Linked DNA regions of Gossypium raimondii: region 2 is linked to region 1. The links are chromatin contacts, called in public Hi-C maps. All regions are on one chromosome and are shown on one strand. Each heading gives the region's core, a stretch centred on a gene start, on an enhancer-like site or on the middle of the called end of the contact. The rest is flanking DNA. Distances are from core to core; before and after follow the strand shown.

Region 1 (5,617 bases), core at 807-3,306:
AAATTGCTAACAGTTTTCTGCTATCTTATTCTCAAGGACAATATAACACCTATTGAAGGAGAAGTTCAATCTATAACCACGTAAATATTATTATCTCCATGGATATGTTATGAATTCAAGTTGCAGAGGCAATTTTAGTTGATTTCAGCCCCTTAAGAATCTTCTGATACATGTTTGAAAGAAAAGGAAAAAAAGGATCAAGGAAGCCTAGAACTATCAAAATAACTAACACACCTCATAAGGTTCCTGGCTCGTTACAAAGAACGTATCAAATGCAAATACTTGATCCTTAAGAATGTCAATGGTTTCCTTTGGAATCCTCATTGATTCATCCAGTTGTTGTGGCTGTTCAGGAAACAAGGGAAGATGTAAAAGAAACAGGAAAAGAAGATCTCTCTTGTAAATTCCAGCCTAGGAAGTGATACAGCATCATGATCACCTTCACACCTGGCAGAGGCGATCCACTAGTAACTTCAATAGCGTCATCCTCCTGTATCAAACACAATCCTGATGTGATAAAGGTTGAGCAAGCTATGATTAATGTTTTGCAGATTACAAAATGGCAGCTGAATGTGAATTCATGTACTAAAATACTTCAAATTGTAGGTATGGCAGGAGCTTGCTTGGACTCAAGGGTCAGTGTCGGATGCGTATGCCCAAATTTCTAAGTTTTCCATATATTTGAGGAGGTTCATACTCCCATACCAATATTCGAACATAATGCTAGTTATAGCTATAGCTAAACTACCATCTAGCTTTCAATTGGACAAAAACATTTCTATCAAAATAGAGAAACGGGATTAAAAATCACCAAAAGTTACGAATTCAAGGAGATGAACATGAAATCTAACAAAGTGGCCTGCAAAAAGCACAGTAGCACGATCTTGCATTGAGAACAAACCTGGCAACTTTGGACATGATGGATTATACAGACATGAGCAAGAAGAACACGAAAAAAAAATACACGAATGCAAGAACATTCAGATTTTATATAATATGAAATATTAGCATATTAAAATTTATATAAATATATACTACCTTAAAACACGAGACAAATACCATCTCTAATTGAGAACCAAGTAATGTAGGGGCTTGCCTATTGCCCTATTCTGTCACTATAAGGATACTACTACAGAATAGAAATTTAGTACCTGCACAGCACCTTGAGCTGTAGTTTCTGCATCATTATTGTTTATTTGTTGAACATTTATGGGCTGCAAATCAATCTGGGAATCTTTTTCCTCTACAGAATCAGTTGTTGCCGGCTTTTCTCCACTTTCATGCTTATCTTCCTCCTACAGACATTCAACATCGAACATCAAAGAACATTTCCCTTTTCATCTAAAAATAAACCATCTTGAGCTAACTGCTGGATCCAAAATTGCAAAAATACCACATGTTGAGTGCATTCACAAAGTAGCTCATAACTTCTTGATAGATTCATTAATGAAAAATGCAATAATTCCAAATTTGTATCAACATAGAAAAGAAAATAAAAAAAAGGAATTTTTTTTAGAAGTCCGAACTAATTGAGTAATAAAATAATTACCTCATCATTATTACTATCTGGTCCAGTTTCTGTTTCAGTCACTCTACAAAACATCTCTCTTTTCCTGAAAAATCTATAAGAGGAATAAAGAATTAGTTCATAAGCTTTCTTCTTTAGCAGAATATTTTTAAAAAAATAATGAGAAAAAAAACTACCTAGGGACGCGAGAAAACTTCAAGCTCCTTAAACGACACCGTTGCGACTTAGCAAAGCTCGAAGACGACAACAATGGCTGAAACCGAAGATCGCAGCAAGAGCTACATTGAGATAAGACACCAAAGTTCCCGCGGAAACTTGCTGCTAAATTCATTTTTTTATTTTTTCTAAAAGAAATGAAATCCAAATTCCTCAAAAGACGTAAATTTAATTCAATTGAAGATCAAATTTCCATTGGAAAAAAAATTCAATACTTTATGAAAATTTTGCTTCGCAGATTTTTAAAAGAGAGATTGGAGTTTTTTTTATGTTATTTTGGAGTCTTATCCGTTTTGCTGTTGCTCGTTGCATCGAAGGAGTTACTGCGAGAGAACGATATTTCTGGGAGATCCGATTATTGAAAGGCGAAACCTATTGCACCAGTTGTATTGAGACACGTGTGTAGTGAAATTGCGTGTACTATTTTGAGTGGTGCTGTTGTTGAGGAATCTCAATTTTGAGAGGCTACTTAGATATTTGATGAATATCTGAATAGTAGCTTACCTGCTTGGTAATGCTTGAAAACAAAACCTTAGTCACTCTAAATTTCTTTTTAGGATTTTTTACTTAAATAATATAAAATAATTAAATAAATACTTACAAATCTAGATAGAAGCTACAGTAAAAAAGGTGTCACCTGGTCAATCGACGGTACTAGACTAAAATATAATGATTTAAAATATTTAGGGATCTGATATGCAAACTTACCATTTTGATTGAAAAGCCAGATAGTTTAGGGCACCAAACTTCAAATAGGGTAAATTACTCCATAAACCCTTCTTATTTATTATTTCTTTTTGTTTCCCTTCAACACAAAAAAAAATAGAGAGGCCTCTTACCAATTAGCCCAAAATATTTTTTTACTAAAACGTATTTTTGTAAAAAAGCGAATTCCAGACTGAAATAAATTTTATTTATTTTTAAAAATAAATCTTTTGTTCAAATACTTTTTGTAAAATTATTTTTAAAAATTATTCAAACTAGAAAAATTTTTGAAAAAATATTTTCGATAAATAAATGAAATTTATTTTCAGTTTAAATCGATTTTTTTTTAAAATGCTTTTTAGTAAAAAAAAACTTTGTGAACTAATTGGTAATAGACCTCTTTATTTTTGGTATGGAAGGGAAATAAAAGAAAATAAATAAGAAGGGGTTATTAAGCAATTTACCCTTTTGAAGTTTAGTGCTGCCAAGCTGTCAAGTAGCACCCTTAAAGTTTTTCATCACATTTCAGTCTGATGCTGCCGATTGACCAGGCAGCACCCATAAAAAAATTTAAACCTAATGTGACCGATGGCGGAGGAGAGGGGTGTCGCCAATTGGTCAGGCGGCACTGATTTTTTACTGTAGCTCCTGCTTATATTCGTAAATATTATTGTCTTTATCCCATTTCAGTATTTATTTAATTATTTTATATTATTTTGATAAAAAAATCTATTTTTTTATTATCCAACTATGAATATCACATAATGATTACTCAATTATAAATATTTTTTTGTCATTCAATTATGAAAAGTTATAAAAGAGTCACCTAACTATTCAATTTTATCTTTTCTGGTCACCAGCGTAGGGATGGCAAAACTCGAATCGTACGATGAATTTCGAATCAATTCATTCTGAATTGAGCAAATTATTTCTTTTGAAAAGTGAATGCGGGGCGAGGCGAGGAGACTTTTTCTTTTGAAAGGTGGGTATAAAACGATTATGATAATTGCTTGTCCCACCCCGACCTACTTCACTATATAAAATTATCATTTTGTCTTTATATATATAAATTATTAAAAAGGTAAAAATGTAATAACATAATATATGAAAATCCATATATATATATATATATATATATTATGTTTAAATATTTTTTGAAGAATTATGTTTAAATATTTACTTGACTTTGAAAAGATTGAAAATATTAAAGATAAGTAGCAAAAATTAAATTGAAACAGGGCGGAGTGGGGATGGATGCATCTAACATCCATGGAGGTGGTAATGATTTTCAAAATTGCGCATCCATAATGGAGCGGGGTGAGTGATAAAGCAAAACATGCCAACTGAAGAGCAGTGGTGGATTTAGCAATATTCGCTTTCACCTAGCTCAACGCCATCCCTATATCAATAGGTTAACAGTGGTAGCTTTTAAAATTGACATAATAGCAACTTTAACCTCAACATTTATACATTGTGTCAATTTAGTCTTGATTTTAAAATATCTAACCCTCAACATTTTACGCATTGTGTAATTTGATCTTTTTTGCAATTTTGTTTTTTCTTTGTGACTCTTTCACCTAGAAAGCTTAAAAAACAAATTTATTAGCTAAAGATAAATTTGTTTGAAAATATACAAAATGGAAATACCCAAAATCCAAGATAGTAATTTTCATCTTTTCTCATTCTTTTAAAATTAACACTCAATGTCACAAAGAAAAACAAAATTGCAAAAAAAAAATTACGAACGTGTAAAAGTTTAGGGTTAATTTTTTTAGAATCGAGACTAAATTGACATAATTTATAAATGATGAGGGTTAAAGTTGCTATTATGTCAATTTTAAAAGTTGTCACCATTAGCTAATTGGTGATTAAAAAGACAAAATTGAATAGTTAAGTGATCATTTTGTAACTTTTCATAATTAGAACCAAAAATTTTACTAATAATCAAGTGATCATTTTGTAACATTTCATAGTTGACTAACAAAAAATATTAATAGTTGGCTATCTACTAGTGGAGATAGGATTGTATGAAATAGGGATAATATCACTTTCCTATAGTATAACGCCACATCAGCAATTTCATTCTGAATTTCAAGATATTGATTTGAATTTGATTTTTTTTAGGATGAAAATGCTGAAATTTAGGATCAAAATGTTAATGTGGCATTAAACTATTAGAAAAGGATACAGATGACGTGGTGTCCTTGTTTCATACAATCATTTCCCCCTATGAGAGTAGTTTACCCTAAAAAAAACTACCTCCCTCTAATTTTTGCACTCAAGAATCATGGTGAAATAAATAAATTAACCAACGATAACCATTTAATCTATCGACATGATAATTAATGGTGGACGAACTAGCAACTATTATACACGTGGTAGTTCATGTGGATCATTCTACTATTGACATGTTAAAAAATATTTAAGAGTTATAAAAAATTTAAAATATATTAAAATTTTATAATAAAAATAAAACCCAAAATTTTCTTGACAATTTTTAAAATTAAAAAAATAAAATAAAAAGCAGTTTTAAAAATAAGATATACAATATAAAATTATGAAAATTTAGAATAATTATATTTAAAACTTATAAAAATAAAAATATTTATAAAATTTTAAAATATATATAAAAATTGACAAATTAAAATCTAAAAGTATATACAATTCAATAAAATTATAGAAAATCCAAAAAATAAATCAACTGACAACTGGCTTCAATAGCCCAGATTGAACTAAAGATTAAAGTCGACGTTGTATATTTTCAAAGGTTTCATGTATCTACTAAATAGCAGAGACATGAACCCTAAAAGTACACAAGGCTAGATTTACCCTTTAGCTCAATCTCGATTGTTAAGGGTGACTTATCGATTGAATATTTTAATAATTTTTGAACTTTATAAACTGTTAAACTTATTTTGATTTTTGCAGAAAGAAATTTTGAAATTTCTTTTTGTTTTCATAGTCTTCATGGTTTTTTTTGAAAAATAATTTTTGAATTCTATAATTTTTTTAATAATTGTATAATTTTTGAAATTTTAAAATTTTATAATGTTGTGAAGATATATGATCTGATATGAATAAATCTCACTTGTATGTTTAGTTGTTAGAATTAAATATTTTTAATTTTTAATGCTATTGATAAATAGAATTTTAGGAGTTTCATTATAA
Region 2 (5,617 bases), core at 1,897-4,396, 150 kb before region 1:
AAGAAGTTGCTTTGATTGAGTTCTTTCTTCCAGAGTCTTGAAGTTGAAAATTATTTAGGCTTTTGTTTCAACCAACTTCTCCTTTCATTCTTTCTTTTAAAATTTTACGAATTTCCTTGCTTACTCTTACATCATTATATGTTAAATTCAAGTTAATTCTTGTGCTCCAATGGTAGGGAAAATATTTGAGATCGGTTCAACTGGCATTAGCAGCCTGGGAGGTCATAGTGAAAGAAGAACAGAATGTGTCAACAAGTTTGTGGATGAGTTTGGACGAATGCCCTTAGTTCCGACTGTTATGAAGGCTGTGGATAGCCGCTACAGTTGGTTTTGGTGATGCCTGAGATTGCACCCTTAACACGGCTTCACATTTTCCACTTATTTATTGCTCAATCCGCAGGTTGAAATTATTCCAACACTGTTTCAATTATCCCGAGTTTGTATAATATATAAATTTTGTTGTACGCTTAATGTGTTTTGAGAATAGATTCGTGCCAACACGGTATTTCACCATTTGGGACTTTACAAAGTAGTACTTAACTCTGATCTCCTGATTTAGGAACAGATTAATCATTTTAGAATGTACTGTTTTTTCATCGTTGATGTTCTTTCTATGCTTTTACAATATTCGAAGCCATACTTGATTTAAAATACTTTGTGGCATGAATTAACTAAAGGCAAGATAATCAACCGTTAGCATTTGAGCATTAACAAAAGCTGCAAAAAAACTTGTGAATTCTCAAAACTTCCAAAGCAACCACATCAAAACAAAACTACGATGAACAACTCGTAACGTTCTCAGATTTTTCTCAAGTCTTCTAATCCTGAATCTTTCTACTAATAAAGACAAACTTAGTCAAAGAGACTGAATCCCATATCATCATCAGACTCTTCTTCTGGTTCTGGTTTTTTCTCCTCCACAGGGGCAGCAGCAGCCGGAGCAGCACCACCACCAGCAGCAACAGGGGCAGCAGCAACGGCAAATTTGCTTGGATCCTGAAAGCATGCAACAATTACTTTAAGCTCAAAAATGACTTGGGAAATTCAAGAAATAGTTTGCAGGATAGGAATCAATTCCGTACCGCCAAATACTCTTTCACTTTATCAGCCTGAGGGAAAGAATACTCTGTTGCAACTGCAACAGCCAAGACATTCTTGTAGCCATTGATGAACATGTGTGGTGCAGCTGCAAGGGTCGGGTATGAGATGGCAAGAGACAATGCAGTAACCATGGAGACACCAGTAGCAAATTTCTCAATCAGGTCATCCTCGGTAAGATCCAACACCTCAGGGCTAAAAACAGAGCCATTGTCATAAACAGACAATACAATAAGACCATATGAGAAGGGCCTAATTCCAAGCTTGGCAAGAAGTGCAGCCTCAGAAGACCCAACCTTGTCGCCCTTCTTGATAAGCTCCACAGGAGTGATAATTTCAACAGTACCCTTGTTAATCTTGGTTGGAATATTAAGAACCTGAAATGTAACAAAATTAATGATATGAACTGAGCAGTGGTTCTAACAGCTAAAACACAAGATATCACTGGCAGACAAAGTGCAGTACCTGGAAGAAAGAAGTTTGTGAAGGGTCAAGCCCAGTGTTGCCGGGTGGGACAACCACATCAATGGGTGCAACCAGACCAACACGAGCAGGAGCTCCAACCTGTTCAAAACAAAATATGATGGTAAATCCAAGCACATCGAGAAAACAAGATATTTTAGCAAGAAACAACCATTACATCAAACGAAGTTGAACTTCATAGCACCAAGAAGAAATTCATAATACATTCAAATGAAAACTATTATAACTTACTAGGAAATGAACCAGCAGCAAACAATGAATCTTTCAACTTTTGAAGCCAGATCCAATAACACAATATTTTAGCAATAAACAACTACATTAAATTAACTTGAACTTTACAGAACCAAGAAAAAATTCATGATAGTCTGATTCAAAATACAACATATGAGTTTCAAATCTAGAACCAAAAGGACACACAATTGGACTCCACAAAGAGATTTCCGTCGAATGTATTGGTTAATTCAAGTATGGGGGTTCAAGTAAACTATTATAATATACTAGCAAATGAACCAGAAGCAAATGGTGTCCCCAACTTCTAAATCCAGAACCAAAAGAAAACCAGATAGAACTCCACAATCAGACTGGTATCAAATCCATTGCTTAATTTAAGAATATGGATTGCCGCAAACAATCACAATACGTTAGCAAGTGACTTGAAAGCAAAGAATGAATCCCCAGAAGCATACATGCAACTTAACTTCTTACAATCGAGCCCAAAAGCTGAGAATGGAATTTCTCAGCTATCAAAAAGCTAAAATATTATTAAATCAATGTGAAAGATAAATACCTACTTTCAACAACATAATAATAACTTCAACAGAATATGAAATATCAAGTTCACATGTTCTTAATTCGATTTTCCATTTATTACATTGCAACATTGACAAAAAAAGAATGACAGAAACAATTCTAATATCAAATATTTCAATTTTAATTCATATGAAAGATATAATAACAAACCTTGTACTTGGCAACTTCCTCACTAACTTCCTTCAAATCACCCTTGGTAAAAATCAAACCAACATTTCCCTGATTAAAATAAACCCATAAAACAATCACTTCTTTGCTCTATACACAAAATAATAATGAGCCCAATATACCAAAAAAAATATATTAATAAATATTAGAAGTTTAAAGAACCTGAAGCAAGGGGATAAGGTTAAGGAAAGCCTGGTTTCCGGTTTTCTCAGCGTGCATACGGACGGACCGTTTCATCATTGTATTTTTACCCATGAGAACAACTGAGTCACCTCGAAGACCTTTGCGAATGTTCTGGAGCTGATTCGAACCCACATTGTCGGCTGCCGCAATTAAGATCTGGGTGTACTCGTCTAAGAGCTGACATAATTTAGCATCGTAGGCGATTTTCTTGTCGGCTTTGGAGGGCTTCACTGCCATTTTGGGATGGTAGTATTAGTAACAAAAGGCCAAGACGATGCGTTTATGCTCGGTTAAAATGGGGATTAGGGTTACAGTAGGGTTATATAGTAGGATGAGAAATGGGAAAGGGGAATTAGGGTTTTAGGGTTGTTCTTGACCAGACGGTCGAGATTGGGTTTGGGCTTCATATTCGACCGGTCATGGTTTAGTGGACCTTAGAAATTGCCCTTTTTAAGACAAAACCTTGAAAATCAAGGTTCAAATAGAAGATTGAGGTCATTATATCCGAAGACTTCTTTAGCTTGCGTTTTCTTTCTCGCCCTTTGGATGTAAATATTTTGGATAATTATTGTAATTTATAAGTTCGACTGAATTAGAAATTATACTTTTCGAATTTTAGGGGAATGCGAAAATTAGGATAATTACACTTAAATCTAATTATTGTATAACTTTTCAAATACTGTACATGATTTAATTTCAAAAATTATTTTTATATAAGTTATAAAAACTATATTATAATAATAAATAAGTAGGAGTGTTTGGTATGGGTATGGCCAAAAGTTTCTAAGGTTATATTATAAATCTTAAAAAATATATTATAAAAATAATTTATATGTATTTTTGAAAGTTATAACAAAAAAATTATATTATAAAAATAATTTTAATGTTATACAAGTGTTATAATCTACTTATTAATAAAAAGTTATAGTCATAAAGTATGGCATAACTTATTTACGCGTCTAGGGGCTCCTTGAAATTTTAGAAAATTTTAATTAAGCTTCCTCAAATTCATGCAAATTCTTAGACCCCAATTGTTTTAAAAAAGTCTCATTAAACTCTTAATTTTTTGAAAATTTTACTAGGCCCCCAAAATTTAGTCCAAAAATCCACCATTGTATGTGTCCATGCTATATAGTATAAAAATATTTTAAAAAATGTTATAATTTTTTCATTATTTATTTATAAAAAATAACTTCCTAAAGTTATGACAAAATAATATTATTTATAAGAGATGTTTGAAAGTTATTGGATACTTTATAAAACCTTTCTTTAAAAAGGTTATGTATTATAAAATTTATATTATTTTAACTTAAGTACTTATTATAGAAAGGGCTATAGCCTAGCGTAAGTCTTTTTTCAAATTGAGTTTATATAATTAAAACTATAGCTTATTTGCACTGGAACCCAAATATAATGTGGTAGATGCTACTTATGCAAATGCAAAAAGGTTTTCTTGCACCATATCATGAGGTACGATACCATTTGAGAGAATGGAGCCAAACATAAGTACTAGAGACAACTTGTGAAACTCTTTAATTTGAGACATTGAAAGCTTCCAAAATATAGTTAAGAAGACATTTGTTGTTCTAAAAAAGAGGTTTCCTATATTAACAACACCACCTTAGCATAACAATAAAAAAAAAATTGGATCACATGTTATACTTTATAACTTCATTTATAGGCGGAATTGAGATGATTCAAACTTTGAAGAGTACATGAAAGAAAAAAATCTTGATAATCTTAATGATGCAAATTCATATTTAGATGTAATAAGAACTATATGTTGAATGTTAAAGAGTGAATAACCCAACAAATATGGAATACTAGAGCAATTAGACCAAACTACATATGATATTTATTTTATTGTTATTTTATTAGTAATAATATTATCAACTATTTTCTTGGACTAACATATTACATATGATAATTCAATTTTAATTTTTGTTACTCATTTAGAATTTTTATTTATCATACTAATACGTTTATAGTAAATAATATTTTACAAAATAAATTATATAACTGTCTAATTACAATTTTACTAGCAAACAAGTTAAGGGAATTACAATTTTTGTAATTACAATAGAGTGTAATTATTAAGATAGTAATTATATTTTATCCAATTACTCTTGTGCTAGTCAAATATACCATAAATGTATTTTTTGTTATATTAGAGAATTTATATCATTAAAATTCGTTTATAAATACATGTTGGACATGTGCATGTTTAATTTAACTTTTCTAGTTTGCTTTTGTTTATTTGGAAGCATTAAACTTGCTTATCTACATTCATATCAAGATATGTATCAAATGTAAATGTTTGATATATATATTTTAAGAAAAATGAAGAATCGGAAAGAATATGAATTAAATTACCCCATTTATGATGATTATTAAAATGGAAATATTACTAATAAATGTTGGGTGTAGTGATAAGACATATTGCACTCTTAGGATGTGCTTGGTTAGATAGACAAGTAGAGGGATAGAAGGAGAGAATAGAAAAATTGAAAGAAAATAAATGTTAAGTGTGCTCGGTAAGAAAGAAGGTGAGAGGAAAGAAAATAAAAATACAAATTTTTTATCCTAATACATAAAAATCAATCTTTCTAAATTAGAATGATAAGAAGTGAAAAAAAATGAGAGAAAAGTATATGTTAGTTCAAAATTATGCAATTTTCAAATGTTTTAATTCTTTCCTTTCATTGTTTTACTTTAGCTAGTAATAGATAGTAAGAAATTTACTTTTTCTTTCAATTTTTCCAAGCACACTTATGAAAAGAAAAAAAATCTTCATTTTTCTACTCTTTCAATTTCCATCTTTTAAATTTTCTATTTACCCAACTAAACACGAGAGAACACAATTCCAATTTTAAAA

What was found. A called contact is a pair of places that touch in the nucleus more often than the background predicts.
Region 2: a contact with region 1 is called in a Hi-C map of leaf, with 2.3 times the contacts expected there. The contact joins the promoter of LOC105779714 here to the promoter of LOC105780516 in region 1. A contact is called at or near these places in 2 of 2 Hi-C or Micro-C datasets (both in leaf).

What each region holds. Positions count from the first base shown.
Region 1 is chr4:38,653,271-38,658,887 of ASM2569854v1, reverse strand. LOC105780516 (probable zinc metalloprotease EGY2, chloroplastic) reads right to left here and starts at 2,056. Exons shown (of 12, transcript XM_012604900.2): 1 at 1,705-2,056; 2 at 1,550-1,622; 3 at 1,152-1,295; 4 at 440-490; 5 at 235-345. The coding sequence starts at 1,859.
Region 2 is chr4:38,804,888-38,810,504 of ASM2569854v1, reverse strand. LOC105779714 (60S acidic ribosomal protein P0) reads right to left here and starts at 3,146. Exons shown (of 5, transcript XM_012603607.2): 1 at 2,722-3,146; 2 at 2,542-2,610; 3 at 1,564-1,662; 4 at 1,083-1,475; 5 at 684-996. The coding sequence starts at 2,979. The coding sequence ends at 853. It overlaps LOC105779713 (glycosylinositol phosphorylceramide mannosyl transferase 1), which reads left to right. Exons shown (of 5, transcript XM_012603605.2): 5 at 177-513. The coding sequence ends at 337.